3 separate regions of the Mus musculus genome follow, and all the other regions are linked to region 3. The links are chromatin contacts, called in public Hi-C and Micro-C maps. All regions are on one chromosome and are shown on one strand. The core of a region is the stretch at or near the end of the contact, and the rest is flanking DNA. Distances in the headings are between cores, read along the strand shown. Region 1 has its middle 210 kb from the start of Ostf1. Region 2 overlaps Prune2 (prune homolog 2). Region 3 holds the start of Pcsk5 (proprotein convertase subtilisin/kexin type 5).

Evidence for each region. Hi-C and Micro-C count contacts between places; a contact is called where the count stands out from the background.
Region 1: a contact with region 3 is called in a Hi-C map of uterus, with 3 times the contacts expected there. A contact is called at or near these places in 9 of 39 promoter capture datasets (3T3-L1-derived adipocytes, the HPC-7 cell line, cranial neural crest and 5 more), 2 of 484 Hi-C or Micro-C datasets (embryonic fibroblasts and uterus) and 6 of 130 datasets of targeted methods (astrocytes, craniofacial prominence, embryonic limb bud and 3 more).
Region 2: a Micro-C map of embryonic stem cells shows a contact between it and region 3, with 3 times the contacts expected there. A contact is called at or near these places in 4 of 39 promoter capture datasets (cranial neural crest, embryonic stem cells, hippocampal neurons and 1 more), 2 of 484 Hi-C or Micro-C datasets (cerebellum and embryonic stem cells) and 3 of 130 datasets of targeted methods (astrocytes, neural tube and stem cell-derived neural progenitor cells).

The regions. Positions count from the first base shown.
Region 1 is chr19:18,418,844-18,422,518 of GRCm38.p6, forward strand. No RefSeq gene overlaps it. Among named protein-coding and RNA genes, the nearest start is that of Ostf1, 210 kb to the right of the region's middle.
Region 2 is chr19:17,134,806-17,138,594 of GRCm38.p6, forward strand. The region is part of intron 9 of Prune2 (prune homolog 2); the gene reads left to right. Among named protein-coding and RNA genes, the nearest start is that of Prune2, 180 kb to the left of the region's middle.
Region 3 is chr19:17,835,686-17,839,398 of GRCm38.p6, forward strand. It overlaps Pcsk5 (proprotein convertase subtilisin/kexin type 5), which reads right to left and starts at 1,947. Exons shown (of 38, transcript NM_001190483.2): 1 at 1,270-1,947. The coding sequence starts at 1,467.

The sequences.
Region 1 (3,675 bases), core at 353-2,852, 580 kb after region 3:
ATACTGTACTTTCGTCTTTTCTTTTTTAATCAGAAGAAAGTAAATGGACTTTGTGTGTGCCATCTTCGGGCTTAATAATGAGATGCTATCAAAAGGTGATCTGTGTAAATATTCTGGGCCGATGAGTGTAAAAAAGCATGTGCTATGTGTTTCAGAAGACTGTCTTCCAGCCTGTTCTCCAAGCTTGGCACTTCTCAACCATCCTCTCTGAACTGTACTCAGAGTGAAGCCTTGAGCTGCCTCTGTGTTTGCTAACAGGCTAGAGTAAGTGGCTGAAATTTCCTCCAACTGACTCTATTAACACTCCTAAAATTAATAAACTTGAGAGTTTGGATTTAGGAAAATGTTAGAACCAGTAAGGCTTGCCCAAGTGTCTATAAACTGAGGTCCACACAAAACCAGCTCTACGTGATGTTTACCATTGCACAGGGCAACATGGAATGGACCTGGATCTCCATAAAGGGAGTTCAATCCCAGTATTCCACAGAGCAGTTATTTAGGTCAAGTCCACAACACTTTCTGGTGCAAAGACTGTCTGGGGACCCATATCCTGTGGAATACACTTCAGGACACATTAGTCTGGATCATTTCCTATTTTATCTCCCTCACTATACACCCACACTTCTCTTTCAGGAACCACTTTCCAAAGCCACAGAAGTTTTACTAAAAGCTATATGATCTTAAGAAAAATAGAAGGGTCATTTTTAGTTATTTTAACATAATGCAACATTCTGAGTTCCAAAGAAAGCTAAAATCTCCCTTCTACTTTACTAAGAAAAATAAATCCTGCGAAAAAGATTTTGCTATAATATTAAAATAAAATGAAGCCTAGCAATTACACGCAGCACAGTCCTGGATAAGAGCTGATCACTGTGAGCTTCTAGTTTTCCTATATAACATGAGAGCGTGGGGAGGGAAGCCTCCTATGAGGTTTAAGTGAAATAAACCAGGCATGGTGGCACATGCCCTTAATCCCAGAACTCAGGAAGCTGAAGCAGAAAAATCACTAGTCTGAGGCCAGTGTAGGCTATGATGTAGCAAGACTATGTCTCAATAAACAAAAACCATCAAAAGAAAAAGAAGAGAAGGAGGAAAGGAAGGAAGAAAAAAGGAAGAGAGACAGAGACAGAGACAGAGACAGAGACAGAGACAGAGACAGAGACAGAGACAGACGAGGGGAAGAGGGGGAAGGGAAGGGGAGATGATGGAAAGTTACAGAACCTCACGTTGGCCTCAGGTCGGAGTACCATTTAAAGTTTCTTCTTTTCCCTTTTCTCGTCTTCTCTGGCTCCTGCAGACTGAAGCAAACATTTCACGAAAAATGATAGAATAAACAAACATCACCCTTTAGCTCTGAGAAAACATTGAGAAAAAAAATCCCTTTGGCATTCTATGCTGGGTGGAGCAGATCTCCAGGTTTAATCCCACTGTCTAATGATGAAGTTTCTAGATTGTTCTTTCCAAAACTCTGTTCGGGGGAAGGCCTCCTGTCACAAAACAGAGAGATCAGTCTCGTTCCCAAAGGTCGCAGTGTTTGTCACCTCCTGTCTAGACTGTTGCAAATGCTCGCAACCTGGACCTCCCACAGGGAGCAGAGCCCTGACAGCAGATGGCCTAGACCTGACAGCATGCCTGCGGGTTAGTCAGCCTGCAACAGCCCAGCACACCCAGGCGGGTTCTCAGCCTTGGCTGCTGTTTGACATTAAGTCCAATTTACGATCTGGGCTCTCAGATTAAATCACTAGGCAGAGATGAGACCAGAAGCCTGGAAGACCTTTTCATTCCTCACAACCCGCTGATAACTTGTTGGACGTAGAGATAGTGGAACATAATGCAGATAGCTGTTCACGCAGGTCTGTTTTCAATTCAAATAACTGAACTCATGTGTGCTTCTAGTTAACCACGTAGGCACACCAGGGCCAAGAGGAATTTGCACGCAGCTTCTCCACATTAGAGGAGGAGGTCATGGACTCTTACCGGATTAAAGAACAAAACTTAGTATAAAGAACTGTTGTGTTTTTAGGGCAGTAGTACTTAAAATTACTATTATTATCCAAATTATAGCACCATTCTCCAGTCACTGACTTGAGTTGCTTAGAATTCAACGTGTACTCATTCCTGTCTGGTCGTTGAAAAGGTGTCTCCCCTAAGATATCTTTTAGAATGGCATCCTTGACATTTTTCTCTCAGCAATTCTGATGAGCCTTATTGATCTCTGGTGGCCAAGGCTTCCAGACTATTGTTTCAAAAATCACTTGAAAGAAGCCATGAGAAGGTATAATTATATAACATAATGGTTTCTTGTGGGTAGAGCTGGGGGGTTAGGCAATCTCAGACAATGGATTTCTTATAATACAATGATACTCATCATCATAATAATGCCATTTCATCTGCTACCAATTTGACCAACATATGAGCTCAACATCTTACCCTCATCTGGCCTTCTATGTTATACACACACACACACACACACACACACTCTGAGTTTTTGTTTTTCTTTGGTACTGGAGATTTAACCTAGGGGCTCATATATGGTAGGCCAGCACTCTATACCATTAAGATATACCCTCAACCTTCTTTCTAATATTTCTTGAGGAAGGTTCAGCCTTGAACTCATTCTGTAGGCCATGGAAGCCTTATATGTGTGATCCTACTGCCTCAGCTTCCTAAGTAGCTTGGGATTACAGGCCAGCTACACACGGTCTGTTTGTGTTTTGTTTTGATTTTCTTTGTTTTGTTTTTAAAACAAGGTTGTGCCTTGTAAGCCAGGCTGGCCTGGAATGCATGATCCTCCCACACCAACCCCTCAAGTACTGTCAGTAGGGTGGGTACCACTATACTTTGATTTCTTTTGGCCTTTTGAAGACAGAAAGCTGAGGTTATCTCTTGTTAATCAGCCAAAAAAAAAAAAGTTTCCTTTTGTGTAAATATGGTTTCCAGAAAAAGCAACAAGGGAATATAGAGTTTGTGAGGAATAAGAGAGACATTGTAGAACCAAGACATCAAAGTAGAAGAGAGTAGAACCCTACTCTGAGAAAAGTAGATGTGGATGAATGAACTATGTGTGAGACAGAGACAGAAAGATGAAGACAGATAGTGTTCCTATATTAGACTGCACAGTCTAGCATTACCTTCTTTATCAGTGTGGACACCAAGAGAATCTAAAGCTATAAAAGAATGTCTCTGCCTATCAGCCACATATTACACAAGTTGGGTGCTCACCGGCAGTGACATCTGCAAGAGCATTGTGTAAACAACCATGCTCCATTTTCATCTGATGTTCAAATAGCTTTTCTGATCAACCCTAGCTCCTGATCATCTGCTCCTTTGCACCTTTATTCTGTTTCTCATTAAATACTCTCCCATCAATTACAACAAGATGGAATACTGGACAGAAGAATCTTCTAGACAGTCTGATTCTATCTAAATGGATGCAGTCCCTATGGGATCAGACCAATTTGCCTTTAAGGGTTCCAGGCACACTGTCTTTCTAAACCGTGATGGACAGAAGCCTATACATTAGTACTTAGGTTTCCCTTTGCCCTCTGGATTCTCTTCTGGCAAAACATAAGGGAATTAGGAACTTTCCACAGCGTGATTTTTCCAAGCATGCTGTCATCATTGATACATCATCCACACTTTCGGAAAATGGCACAACACCCAGCCAGACTCTTC
Region 2 (3,789 bases), core at 721-3,220, 700 kb before region 3:
AGGAGGTTGTATAACACTTAGGATTTCTTGTTATTTTTCAAGTTGATTTTTATGATTATTGATATGTTTTCTAGTTAGGCGGCATGATGCACCAGGAGGGGGTGCCTTAGTGGGCACATGCTGAGGTACCAGCCATATGACGATGGATCTAGTATAAAATGATAAAATTTATTCAGGGCATGAGAAGTGGGGTGAGAAGGGAGTGTGGGAAAGAAAGGGAACAGAGAGGGACAGAAAGAGAGGAAAGAAAGGAAGAGGCCAGCTGAGAACACATAGAGAGGGAGGGAGGGGAGAGGGAGAGGGAGGGGGAGGGGGAGGGGGAGGGGAGGGGGAGGGAGAGGGAGAGAGAGAGAGAGAGAGAGAGAGAGAGAGAGAGAGAGAGAGAGAGAGCGCAGTCCCTTTTATAGCAAGCCAGGCTGTATGTGGCTGTTGCTATGTAACTGTTGGAAGAAGCCTAGACCATCCATATTTTTTATCTGATAATGTAGATTGATATTCATAAAATTAAAGCTTGAACAACTTTACAAAAGCTTTGAGGTTTTTAAAAAACATTTAATTTATTTATGTGTGTGTGTACCAGTGTCTGCATGAGTTTATGTGTACCATTTGCATGCTGGTACCCAGAGGAGGCTCAAGAGGGTGTTAGATGCCATGGTGCTGAAGTTACAGGTGGTTGTCAGTCACCTGGTGTGGGTGGTAGGAACTGAATCTGGGTCCTCTGCAAGAACAGGAAGCATTTTAATCACAGTGCCCAAAATGTGAGTTTTAAAAGTGTCTCTAATTAAGAGTTGGTATAAAGTTTGGGCATGGTGACTCACATTTGTAACCCCAGAGACAGGAGGACCACCATTAGTTTGAGGCCAGCCTCAACCCAGCAAGACAGTTTTTCAATAAATGAATAAATAAGTAAATAACAATTGGGCTGAAACTGATTATGTTCCCATCTATTATATAAATGTCCTTTGATACTTTACTTGCCATAATTATATCGGTACTCCAGATGGCATTTCTATTTTGTAATTTATATATATATTTCTTTATTTACTTACTCATTGAATCATTCATTCATTTGGAGAGGGCCTTGTGTATCACAGGCTGACTTCACAACTGCTATTGTGCTAAAGATGACCTTGGCATTCTGTTCCTTCTGCTTCCACCTGGATGCTGGGATTATAGGCATGCGTCACCATGCCTGGCTTATTAAGATTGAATCCAAGACCACTGTACACATGAGGCAAATGCTTTTCTAGCAGAATGGCATCCCCAGTCTCTGCTGGCAATTCTAGAATTAATAGTAGTGAACATTTGCTGCAAAGCTATTTCAACCCAGCCCCGCTGGATAGGTTATCTTACAGTTTTAAAGTAGCATTATTATTGCTGTCTGTGAGCTGGAGAGCTGAGGCGCCATGCTGTCATAGTCTCCTGCAAACTAGCTAGTAAGTGAGGTTAGATTCAAACTCAAATCTCTGTTTGCAGCATATTTAATCCACCATGCACCTTAGAGCTGTATGAGTCTTGGGTGGGCATCCTGGCTTTTCTAGAACTTTCTGACTTTTTTTTTCTAGAACTATTTTTTCTATGTTTTTTTATGGTTCTCTGTATTATCTTAATCATTGTTCATTAAATGCTCAATTACCTTTTTTTGTAGATACGCTGTAGAGGTAGTGTGTGTGTGTGTGTGTGTGTGTGTTTAAAAGGTTTCTAGGAACGGAATCTCTTTCAAACTTGTATGTTGAAGAAATTCAAATGCAGCCTTATTCAGAGAAAGGAGTGGCAGCGGTTTTCGTAAAAATGACATAAAAATCAAGAGGGTGTTTGTGACTCCATAATCCCGCGGGAGTATTTTCTATTCCCAAACGCTGCCTTTCCCAGCTTCTGCTCCAGCGCCAGGCACAGCAGGCTGGTGCACTAGGAGATCTAGGAGGCAGGTGATCAGCCTTATTTAGATGTGCCAGGGATCACGTGACCAGAAAATGGAGGCGAATCTGTACTTGGTGTTAACTGCTCCAGAAGGGAGATGCTGAAGCGCCAGAACCGCGCATCTTTCTGTTCCTCTCGCTAGCAAGCCTCCTGTCACCCTCAGAAGGTAGGTGGGTCCTGGTCAGACTTTAGGAAGATTGGGCCGGGCGAGGAGAGATTGCAATGGAGACAGTCCTTCTTGAAGCCTGTCTATTGCCGCTGGGAAGTTGGAGGAGGGAGGAGGGGGCAAGAGGAGGCTGGATTCTGCCCGGTCCCTCACCCCTGACACCCGACAGCTGACCAGCTCAGAACCAAGGAGCAGGCAAGCTTTCGATTTCTCGCCCCCTTCCTGGCTGCAGACAATTATCTAACACACCTCTGCATAGCTATAATCAATTTTTATTCATTTATGTCTAGGATAAATATGCAGACAATAAATTAGAGGAAGTGACCGTGTTAAAACTGTTGAGACCGCCGAGAGAGGATGACTGTAATGTCTGGATGGTGTGGGCAGGCTGCCGGAGTAGTGAGGAGTTCACATTTTGCGTTTCTAAAAGTTATCGAAGCTACTATAACAACACCCACTTCTCAATATTTTTCTGATAAATCTTAGAACATTTACAACCTACCTGATTTCTAAGCTACAGAAGTAGGTCACTCTCAAAAATGGGCTTCTGCTGTTCGCACTGGCCTATCAGAATCAAGAGACAGAACCACTATTTTATGTATGAAATGTCAGTATTTCGCTGAAAAAGTAAATTGTGTAAGCAATTAACGATAAAGTGCCCCTGGCCACTTTAGACGATAACACTCGATTTCTACCCGGCAGAGGTGATGGGTGGCAGATACTGCCCTGCAAAGAGAGCACTGGCCATGTTTTAAGGGAGAGGGGCATCCTTTCACCAATTGCCCGACTCTCTACAGATTAGTATCAGTAACTGATTTTGTGAGTAGTTTTTAGACCCATATCCAACCAGGAAAAGTGCCCCTAGCCCCAGCTTCACCCCAACCCCACCCATCCAGCCCCAGCCTCAGCCCCAGCCCCAGCCCCACCCAGCCCCACCCAGCCCCACCCCAGCCCCACCCCGCCCCACCCCAGCCCCAGTCCCCACCACCACCACTCATCCCTGCCTAGTCACCCCAGAGCTCCAGGGCTCTAGCACCATCCCCATCTCTACCCTTTCCCCCTCCTCAAAGCCCCCCCCCCCCCCAGCCTCCCACAGAGGAAGATGGGAGCTGCTTCAGAATAAGCCATCTCAAAGTCTTCATGTGATGAAAGTTTTCCTGGCATTATAATTGGTAATATGCCCAGAACATAAAAATGTAGGATAATTAAATTTAAATAGTAAAGAAAATAGACTGTGGGATGTCAATTGTTGAGAAATTTAATATCTACACACCTCTAAAACAAAACAACAAAAAATGCCCACTGCTCTTATTGACAAATTAAACTCTCATAGGATAGTAGAAAGTGCATTACAATGGCTTGAACCTCCTTGCCCTCTACTCAAAGGCAAATAAAAGAAGGCGAGTCTGTTGATTTTCTGGAGCTAGCAACTCTGGGGACATCTCAGGGGGCCGCTTTGTAATGCAAAGGTGGCTTCTAGAACCTAAACAAAGCCTGAAGCCCCGCGGGCTTCCCTTTAACCAGATGTTGGGCTAACTTTCTCGTTGGTGCATCTAGGTGAATTTCTTTTTTCATTCCATTTAGTTTTTCAACCTTCAGTGGCTTTGGGCTTTTAGCAAAATGTAGCCCCATATATTTAAATTTCTCTGTGCTGGGAAAAGCAAAACACCTACTAAGTTCAGGAGGAAGGTGGCACTTCCGAG
Region 3 (3,713 bases), core at 697-3,196:
AAGAGCAAGACCTTGCCAGCCCTCTTGTCCTCTGAACTCTCACAGCTGCTCCCCAGCTTGTTTCTAGAAGCAGGCACAGCAGCTCTGCTCCTGACCACTTCCCCCCAGTGGACAGAGCGAGGGCTGTCCAACCATCCCGCCATCGTAGGTGTGGAGTTCTAAGGAAACGGTTCTCAGAAACCATCTGTGCCCTCGTGCTTCAGCAGTATTAGTGGGCACCTTCCTGTCCCGCAGCCTTGAAGCACCGTGTGAACGCCCCCAAACGCCCCTAGGGCCCTCCCACCTTGGCTTTACTTTCAATTCTAGTCGCGTCAGAGCCGCGGCAGGGCTCCCTCCCTGGATCAGTTCCAAAGAAGTTGTGAGGTCCTTAGGAGGGGCATTTAACGGAGCCCTCTCCAGTCCAGTTTTTGGTAGGGACATGGGGAAGAGGACATTGAAATCCAGGCCATTTAAGCCAGAATACAAATCGGTGGCGCTGCCAAGGGTCCCATAAAATGTATTGGCATTTCCCTCAGCATGGCAAATCGAACGAAAACCCACCAAAGGCACCTCAGCAAAGCATTCCTGCCACACGCCACAACCGGGTACCCCAGGTTCCACGCCAGTAGAAGATTCCCAAGTTCCCGGAGCAGAACATTTCAGCCGCTTTCAATGTCTCCCAGGTTCCTCCCCACCCAGCTCCGGGGGCCCACATTTGGATCCTGGCCAAGAGAGGCAGCAGCCAGGACCCCCCTAAATCCGTGCTTCCCTCCCAGTGTCCCGCCCCCTTCCTCTCTCCCCACCACCTCCCTTCCAGACGCCGCACTCAAAGCCCTCCAGAGCACAGCAATTCTGTGGCCCAGGAGGTTAATCCAGGCTTTTCTCTCCCAGTTAGAACCAGGGGCGTTCTCACTCCTTGGCCTCCAAAAGTCTCAACCTTCCCTGCCACAGCCACTCGCAGGGCTATTTCCTCAAGCTAAATAGCGCTTCTGGACTTCCCAGGTCCAAAGGTCCAGGCGAGTCTCAACCTGTCCAAGGGCACTCCATATTTTCCACAGACCCTACCTGTCCCTCATTGCTTGTAAAAACAAATTAAACAGAGATCCCAGCAACTTCGGGGCATGTGTGTGACTGTGCAACGAGCGCGTTGGAGAGAGCATCGCCCTAGAGTTCGGGCCACAGCTGCAGAAGCACATCTGGAAAAGGGGGAGGGGTCGAAGCGGAGGGGACAAGAAGCCCCCAAACGACTAGCTTCTGGGTGCAGAGCCTGTGTCACCGGGGGTTGGTTACCTGTCCTACGTTGATGAATCCGTACTTGCTGGCTATGCGATCTGCCTCCGCGAAGCCGCCGGCGATCTTCACTGCCCAGTGGTTGGTGTAGACGCGCGTCCGGCATACCGGGAGCAGACAGCCGGCGAGCAGTGCCAGCACGCACAGCAGGTCCCGCCGTCCCGGGCGGCTGCAGCGGTTCCCCCAGTCCCAGTCCATGGTCCCGACGCTTCGCCGCCTTCGCCCGCCCGCTGGCTCGCGCGCTAAGCAGCGCGCACAACTAACTTCTCCGGCCTGGGCCGGCGGGGCGCGCAGCCGGGAGCGGTCGGTAGGAGGCTGAGAGCCCGGGAGCAGAGCAGAACAGCTAGCCCCTCTCAGGCTCTTAGACCATGCCTGGGGCAGAGGGGACGGGGTGACGGGCTCTGGGCCGGCGGGGCGTTGAGCGATCGCTCCCCGGCTTGCACGGGAGGCGGCGGAGTGGGACTGGAGCCTCCGCCGCGGGCTCTCCCGGCTTTGCTCTTGGACTCTTCGTTTGCCTCTTGCTCCTCTCCGGCCCTGGAGCTCCGTGGAAACGACCGGCCGGAGCGCAAGCAGCGGCCGGGCGCCCCCTCTGCTGAACCCGGCTCCAAGCGCTCGCTCGCTCGCTCGCCCTCTCGCTGCGCTCCCTCCGGCTCCGAGCAGCGCGCCGGGACTGTGAGTGGCGACGGCAGCGGCGCCCGCTCCGCATAAATGACTCCCCCGCCCCCCGGAGCACCCCTCCTTTCCCACATCTCCCTCCTCCTCTACTCCTCCGCCCTCACGAGCGGGGCCTCAGCCAGGAGCCACCCAGGTCCTAGCGCCTCCCTGTTCTCCCTGCTGTAAACTCCAGGGTCGGGCCAGTGAAGTCCTCTCCCCAAAGGGCTGAGAGGAGAGTGCCTCCGGAGTCTTGATTTCTATCCTTTTTATTCCGCCGGGCTGCATTTGAATTAATTTCCCGTTACTCTGGAAAGTCTAAGATTTACAGGATAATGAGAGGGAAGTATGGGCAAAGATTCATTCATCCCGGCGCTAAACGCCCAGGACTGAGCATTTTAAGGTCACTCCTGTCTCAATTTCAAAACAAATATCGAGATTTTCACTTCACTAATTCTTTATGCTTTTCAGTAACTGTTTATTTTGCGCATTCTGCTCCCCGGAGAAGCTGTCACACAGGACAGTTAAGTATCATTCACTCTTACAAAAGCCAAAGCCAAAAGTCTGTCGCCTGTTGACTTGGGAGATCAGCCATTCTGATACTCAGCAGCAACATCACAGGAGGGTGAAATCCCTGCTTAGAGCATGGAAAGATATTTCTATGAATATCTACAGTACTAGAGAACGGATAAGTGTGGGTTCCAAGGGAGCGGCCATTCGGTCATTCGTTTCTGTGTCCTTATCTCCAAGGGCTTCATTTACCTCAGCAAGGAGAGTTTTCCAACTTTCCAAGTATGTCACCAGAGCAGAGGGGGAGAGTAATATAAAAAGGACCACAGAGGAAGTCAGATGAAATGCCACCAAGTCTGCGTTAAAGTACCATGACTTCAGACACAACAGGGAATGGTGTCTGGCCTTCTTCAGACTTCTCTAACCACCTTGTCTTTTGCAGGTGAGGGGCCAAAGAGTAGTTTCTTGTAAAAAGAAAAATTGGTCTTTATGAAATGGTTTGCCTAACCTTAAAAGAAGCAGCTGTCCGAAGCCCTCACATCCTATCCCTCTCCTCTTCCAATCCCTTGTCATTCTTCCTAAAGACTAGTTGACTGTGTCTGAGATTAACCCATCTCAGGATGATTTAACTGTCTGAAGGATATCTGCAAGCTTAAATCTACTAGCACCTTGGAGCATAAATTTTATAGATTTTGCATATTGTATAAATAGATTATATTTTTTTTCTTTCAAACAAATTCAAATAACAATGCCCATACATTACAGATCAAGAGGTAGATGAGAAAAGCAGATACATGCTGCAGAAAGGCATGCATTCTATTGATTTATTTATTTGGCTAGTTTAACACATCTGTTTCAAGGGCCTGGTCTATGATTCCTATCAGATTGTGCTGGACATAGTCGGGGGTGGGGCACAAAATATTGGTGGAATTTAGGCTCAGAATTCTCTAAAGAAAATGCTCATTGTTACTTGGCATTATTTTTGTAAAGAGAGAAACCTAGGCATTTTGCTTGGCTCTAGAGTCCGTATAGTCTGGCTACTGGCCAGTCCCTTTGGACAGACCTCTTACCACCCCTCTCAACCATAGATTCCAGAGTAAGGGGGCAGGGAGGGAGGGAGGGAGGAAGGGGAGAGAGAGGAGGGAGAGGGAGAGGGACAGGGACAGGGACAGGGACAGGGAGATTTGCTAATTGCCAGGGTGACCATCTGCATCCATGCTATTAAAAGTTGCTGAATTCCAGATAGAACAATCAGAGTTAACTGATGATCTAAATCTCAGCAC